2 separate regions of the Pan troglodytes genome follow, and region 1 is linked to region 2. Evidence: chromatin contacts called from public HiChIP or PLAC-seq data. All regions are on one chromosome and are shown on one strand. The core of a region is the stretch at or near the end of the contact, and the rest is flanking DNA. Distances in the headings are between cores, read along the strand shown.

Region 1 (2,920 bases), core at 129-2,628, 150 kb after region 2:
ACCACATGTCCATTGCCTGATGAATGGATAAATAAAACTTGGTATATTCATACAATGGAATATTATTTGGCAATAGAAATGAAATACTGATACATGCTACAACATGCAAGAATCCTGAAAACATCATGCTAAGTGAAAGAAGCCAGTTACCAAAGGCCACATAGCGTTTGGGCCCATTCATATTAAATGTCCAGAAGAGGCAAACCCACAGAGACAGAAGTAAATTGGTGATTGCCTAGGGCTGCGGGAATTGGGGGGAAATAGGGAATGATTGTTAATGGGTACAGGACTTCTTTTGGGGATGATGAAAATGTAAAATCAATTGTGCACAGCTCTGAATATTCTATAACACATTGTACACTTTGAATTGGTGATCTGTGTGATCTGTGAAATATGTCAAAGCTGTTAATTTTTTTAAAAATGAGAACTGTGTTGGGCATAGGAAGTACAGTCCTACTCTCAGAGAATTTAGTATTACGGTAGAAACAGATATAAACATTTTGATATTTTTTTAAAAGGTAAGTGCTAAGGTGCAAGCATGTATGAAGGGCTATGGGCACCCACCGCACCTGGCTAATTTTTGTATTTTTAGTAGAGACGGGGTTTCACCATGTTGACCAGGCTGGTCTCGAACTCCTGACCTAGCGATCCGTCTGCCTCACCCTCCCAAAGTGCTGGGATTACAGGCGTGAGCCACCGCGCCCGGCTGTCCTGCTTCTCTACCTGATATGTCATGCCCTTTGGACTTAATCTCACCAGCATGGGAGTCACTACAAAGCTTTTCAGCAGCTGCTGCTTTGTTTCTCTCCATCTTCTAACGGATTCGGTTTTCTCTTTCGAGACAGCAGAGAGAAAATGAAGAGGGGAGTTTAGCTCCAAAGGGCTTGTCTGATCATTCTCCCTCTCCCAAAGGCCTGTGACTCATCTGAGTCTGTCCCAAACCATCTCTTGCATCTAGGGGCTTAAGTGCACTGTGGCTATTTACGTAAAACTTTATTACTTTAAAGCTCTAAGGGCTCATTTTGTGTTTCCAACTTTCCTATGTTGATAAAGCAAATATTAGATCCTTATTTATAAATAGGGAAGACGTTCAGAGAGATTAAACATTTGGGCAATTCACTTCTCTGGCAGCAGTTTCTTTCCCAGTACAATGAGGCAACAACAAAATATCATTCTGGACTTGCTCAGATTTAGGCAGCAATTTGGAAGCAAAGTCAGTTTCGTAACTCAGATGTGTCTCCACTAGAACATTATGAGAAACAAAGTCCGGCACTCTCTAGGCAACCGGGAGGGCTTGAGCACTAACTAGATCTGCTCAAGGGCAAGAGAGGAGCGAGTACCGTGCAGCCACGGAACGGACTTTGCGGGCAGTGGGGACGTGTTTTTGGAGCGAACCCGGTAAAGGAAGTGTGCTACGCCATCAAGGGCCCCCAGTCCCGGGTGCCGAGGGGACGGTGTAGGGTCATTAGCTGTTGAGCCGCCCCGGGCGGGCCCAAGCCTTTGGGTCTCAGGTGACCGGCATAGGCGGCCGCGGGGTCCGGAACTGCTTGTTCCGGCAGTGGAAGAGACGCGCCGGCGTTGGCCGCTGCTGCTAGCAGCTTGAACCCCAGGTCGGGACCGATGGCGGCTTGGGCTGCTGCCAGCCTAAGCAGGGCCGCTGCCCTATGCTTGCTGGCACGAGGCCCCGGGGTCAGGGCGGCTCCTCCGCGCGACCCCCGGCCCTCCCACCCCGAGCCCCGGGGCTGTGGTGCCGCTCCGGGCAGGACGCTGCACTTCACCGCGGCTGTCCCCGCCGGGCACAACAAGTGGTCCAAAGTCAGGCACATCAAGGGTCCGAAGGACGTCGAAAGGAGTCGCATCTTCTCCAAACTCTGTTTGAACATCCGCCTGGCAGTGAAAGGTGAGACCCTGACGGTCACCCAGCACTGGCTGCCGCTGCCCTCTCAGTGCCCGCAGCCTCGCTTGCCTCTCGGAGTTGGGCCCACCTAGATCTCCGGCCCTTCACTTTGTTTTCCTTCCCCAGTACCCACCATTGCCCACCTCATAAATCCTCAAAACACCTACCCTACGTTGAAGGTTCTCACTCACCTTTCCAGACGCTGAGCATCTGGCCAGTTTGTCAGAGAGGGAGCTGCTCTTAAGAAGATAAGCCGGTAAGGTAGAAGTGACTTCATCCTAGTCTAGCTGGGTACTTAATAGCAACAAGCCCTAAGAGTCAGGGCAGATGTGTGTCTCTCCTGAAGAGACAAATCAACCCCTCTGAAGTCGCCTCAAGTACCTTATTGGTTGTGGCAGGGGCACTGAGTAAAGCTGTTACTTAAGTGCTTAGGCCTTAGTTTGCTTCATTAATGTTTCCCCAAGACACATTTCCTTGGAAGGTAGATTTGCAGCCATGTCTTTTCTCCCTTAGGTCGCCACACTGAAAAGGCTTTTTTTCTGTTTAGGGCCAGACATCTGTAGGAGCAAAGGAAAAGTCCTGTAGAAAGCATGGACTTTGGACTGGGCGCAGTGGCTCAGCCTGTAATCCCAGGCCAGAGGCGGGCAGATCACTTGAGGTCAGGAGTTAAGGACTAGCCTGGCCAACATGGGGAAACCCTGTGTCTACTAAAAATAGCATAAAAAAAAAAAAAACATTAGCCAGGCATGGTGGTGCACGCCTGTAATGCTGGCTACTCGGGAGGCTGAAGCAGGAGAATTGCTTGAACCCAGGAGTTGGAGGCTGCAGTAAGCGAGATTGCTCTACTGTACTCCATCCAGCCTGGGTGACAGAGCAAGACTCCATCTCAAAAAAAAAAAAAAGAGAGAGAGAAACTGTGGACTTTGGAGTCAGGAAGACTGGTTTCTGTCACTGACTAACCTTGAACAAGTAGCTTGAGTTTCCCTGAAACAAGGATAATACCCACCTTGAGGTAGTTTATGG
Region 2 (2,949 bases), core at 236-2,735:
CCATCTCAAAAAAAAAGAAGGAAGGAAAGCAAGGAAAGCAAGAAAGCAATAAAGCAAGAAAGAAAAGGAGTGGGACAAGCAGGGTGGTTCCACCTCCAGCTCTAGGAGGCTCCTCATGCAAGGAGGTGGGGCTGCCGCCGCCTCGTATTTTCCTGCCTCCATCAAATTTCACCGGGAGAAATCCAGGCACCTAGAGGAGGTGGCAAAGCTTTTTTTTTTGTTTGTTTTTTGTTTTTTTTTTTCCATTAGCTATTAAAACAAAGGGGCAGAATCTAGGCGCCCTAGATGTAACTTCATTTACGGAGTCAGAAAATCCACAAAGGCTGCCAAGGTGGAATGAATGAGAGGAGGACGACCAGAAAGGAGAAGTCTGGGAAGGGGACCCCAGATCCACACGGATGATCCTCGCTCCGTGATACAGTCGAGGACAGGGCAGGGAGGGAGGGAGGGAGGGTGGCCCTGCCATCTCCCAGGTGTCAAGGTGGCGGCAGCTCCGCCCTCAGCGCAGTTGGCACCGGCCTGACCCACCACAGGGCCACCGAGGCCACTGAAGCCGTGGGGCTTTCCCACTCGGGAAACTCCCACCCTCGCGCTCAGAAGCTGGGGGCGTCGGGAGACACAGGCGGGGACCTGCGGCTCCAAGTTGCAGCCCGGGCCCTGCTCGGGGCAAGAGGCGGTGGCTCCGGTTTCAGATTTCAAGAGGGCAGCCGTGGCAAAGGCTGGTTGGTCCATTTGCACCCTACCTTGCTCTAGAACGCGGCGCAGGAGCAAAGATCCAAACTCGGGGTCACCAGCAAGCGGGGGTCTCGGTTCTAACTTCAGCAGAGACCCGGCACCCGGGCAGGCCAGGGCACGGGCCGCCTGGACCGGGAGAGGCTGCGGCTCCGAGAGGGCGGGCGAGCCCTGCAGCCCTCGGGCCCAGGGTGCGGGTCTGCGCCGCAGTCCGGTGCGCGGCCGCAGGGGGCAAGTGCGAGGCCGGCTGCTACTCGGGAGCCCCGCGCTGTCCCTCCCTGCGCAGTCAGGGCTCACCTGGGCCGCCCCCGCCCCGCACCCCTGCGCGCTCCGCTCCCACCCCCAGCCCGGCCTCCTACCTTGCCTACCCGAGCGTCCCGCCAGCCTCCCCGCGCCGCGCCCGGGTCGCTCGGCCGGTTCTGCGGGCCGTGGCGCGACAGCGTCGCCATGGCAACCGGGCGGCGGGCTGGGCGGTGTCTCCGAGACCGGAAGTGGCGCACGCGGCCCCCGGGGCTGCCCCGCACGTGCCAGGTCCCCGCGGTTGCGGCCACGCTCGGGACCGGGCCCTGCCAGCTCCGGGCCCGCACGTGGGCGAACCGCGGCCACCGTGAGCCCGGCCTCGCGACCTCTCTCCGGGGCCCCCATGATCGGGGGTGCGTGGGGTCTGCGGCCTGCGGGGGTGGAGGGCCGGGAGCTCCCCCGGGCCTGCCTCGAGGGCCGCGGGATTCGCCGGTGCGAGCCCCGACTGCGCACGGAAGGACCTGGGGTCGTCCAGGCCTGGGGGACGGGACGGGCCCCGAGGAGAGCGGGTGCCAGGGGCGAGACCCGCCGCCCTTCCCCGGCTTGGTCCCGCGCTTCCTGATTTTCTCGCTCCACGCCTCCCATTCTGCCCTCCACCTTCTTCCCTGCCCCGCCCTCGCCCCGCCCGGGCCCAAGAGGCCACTAGATGTCAGACCCGGTTCGGGCCTTGGCCACGCCGCCGCTCCGGGAGCCCTGGGGGCACCTCCCCAGCCCCCACGGGGGAGACGATACTGCCGGGAAGGCCCGGACTAGCCCCCGCCCCCGCAGAGTAGCCTTCGGGGAACACCGGTTCCACCAGGCTGTCACGAAAGCCGAGACCTTGCCGTCCGCAGCTTCCCCTGCCCAAAGCGCAGAGAAAGGAGGGCGCCGAGGCCAAGACCAAGACCGGGTGCCAGCCCCTTCGGAGCCCGGTCCAGGGCCCCGGTCCAGGAAGTGCTGTGGGTAGATAAGGGGCCCAGCTCAGACTTCCTACAAGCTGGGAAGAAAGGGTTCTTTCCTGTCTGATGCCGGGCCAGATGTAGCAAGCGCCTAGGGGTAGGAGGGAAATGGGGTTTCCTCCCCGCAGAGGGAAACCGGCCTCCATTCAGGAACGCCCTCCCCCACCTGCCCTCCAGGCACCGAAGTTCTGGGAGGCCGGGGGGCAGGGAGACCTGCTTACTTGAATGCGCTTTGTGTAGACTGTGGGCTTCCCACAGGCAGTGGGCAAGATAGGCCCTGGGGATCCAGTACTCGCTTAGTACACAGAGAGCAGTCTCCAGCGCCAGGCGAGACGCACAGGCGTGTCAGCTGCACATGGCACACGGTGGCACATGGCACACCTTCCACGAGCAGACACAACGGGCCGACACAGCAGGGCCCACCCCCTAAGAGGGACCAAGCTTAAACCCTCTAACAACAGAAAATTTTTAGAGTATCTTTCAGTTGGAGGAAATTAATGGATAATTTAAAGTAAGAAACAGTTTCCTTAGCGTGCTAACAGGCAGAATCCCTGTGGATTGAAGGTGGAACTGAGCCATGTCCTTTGTTTGGTCTGTGGATTTAGACGTGGAGGAGGAGTCCTGACCGGCTGAGCAGGGCTGAGTTCCCTCGTGAGAGCCCCGGGCCTTCAGCCCCTTCCAAAGCCAGGAGAGACTCCTGCTGAGGGGTGATAGGGGCCCTTTGGCTTCCCCCTCACCCCACGGCCCAGCAGCACGGGGCTGCAGGCTTTTCCCTTAGGAGGAAGAGCAGCCGCCTCCCTGCCAGCAGTGTTCTCAAGGGCCTGCTTCAGGTGGGGAGGGGTGGGTGAGGGTGTTCTGACTGAGGGAGAGGCCTGCACACCCGCTGCATGGGGGGGGCTCATGGCTACACCTAACCCATTTTAAAGAACAGGCAATGCCACCAAACTGCTCTCTGGCACTAGGGCCCAGAGGCCTTGCC

What was found. HiChIP or PLAC-seq counts read pairs in DNA pulled down with a chosen protein or histone mark.
Region 1: an H3K4me3 HiChIP or PLAC-seq map of stem cell-derived excitatory neurons shows a contact between it and region 2, with 8 times the contacts expected there. The contact joins the promoter of TACO1 here to the promoter of CYB561 in region 2. A contact is called at or near these places in 3 of 7 Hi-C or Micro-C datasets (induced pluripotent stem cells and stem cell-derived neural progenitor cells) and 1 of 1 datasets of contacts at active chromatin or transcription factors (stem cell-derived excitatory neurons).

What each region holds. Positions count from the first base shown.
Region 1 is chr19:76,730,520-76,733,439 of NHGRI_mPanTro3-v2.0_pri, forward strand. TACO1 (translational activator of cytochrome c oxidase I) reads left to right here and starts at 1,379. Exons shown (of 5, transcript XM_001146595.6): 1 at 1,379-1,900. The coding sequence starts at 1,621.
Region 2 is chr19:76,578,666-76,581,614 of NHGRI_mPanTro3-v2.0_pri, forward strand. It overlaps CYB561 (cytochrome b561), which reads right to left and starts at 1,486. Exons shown (of 6, transcript XM_016932718.4): 1 at 744-1,486.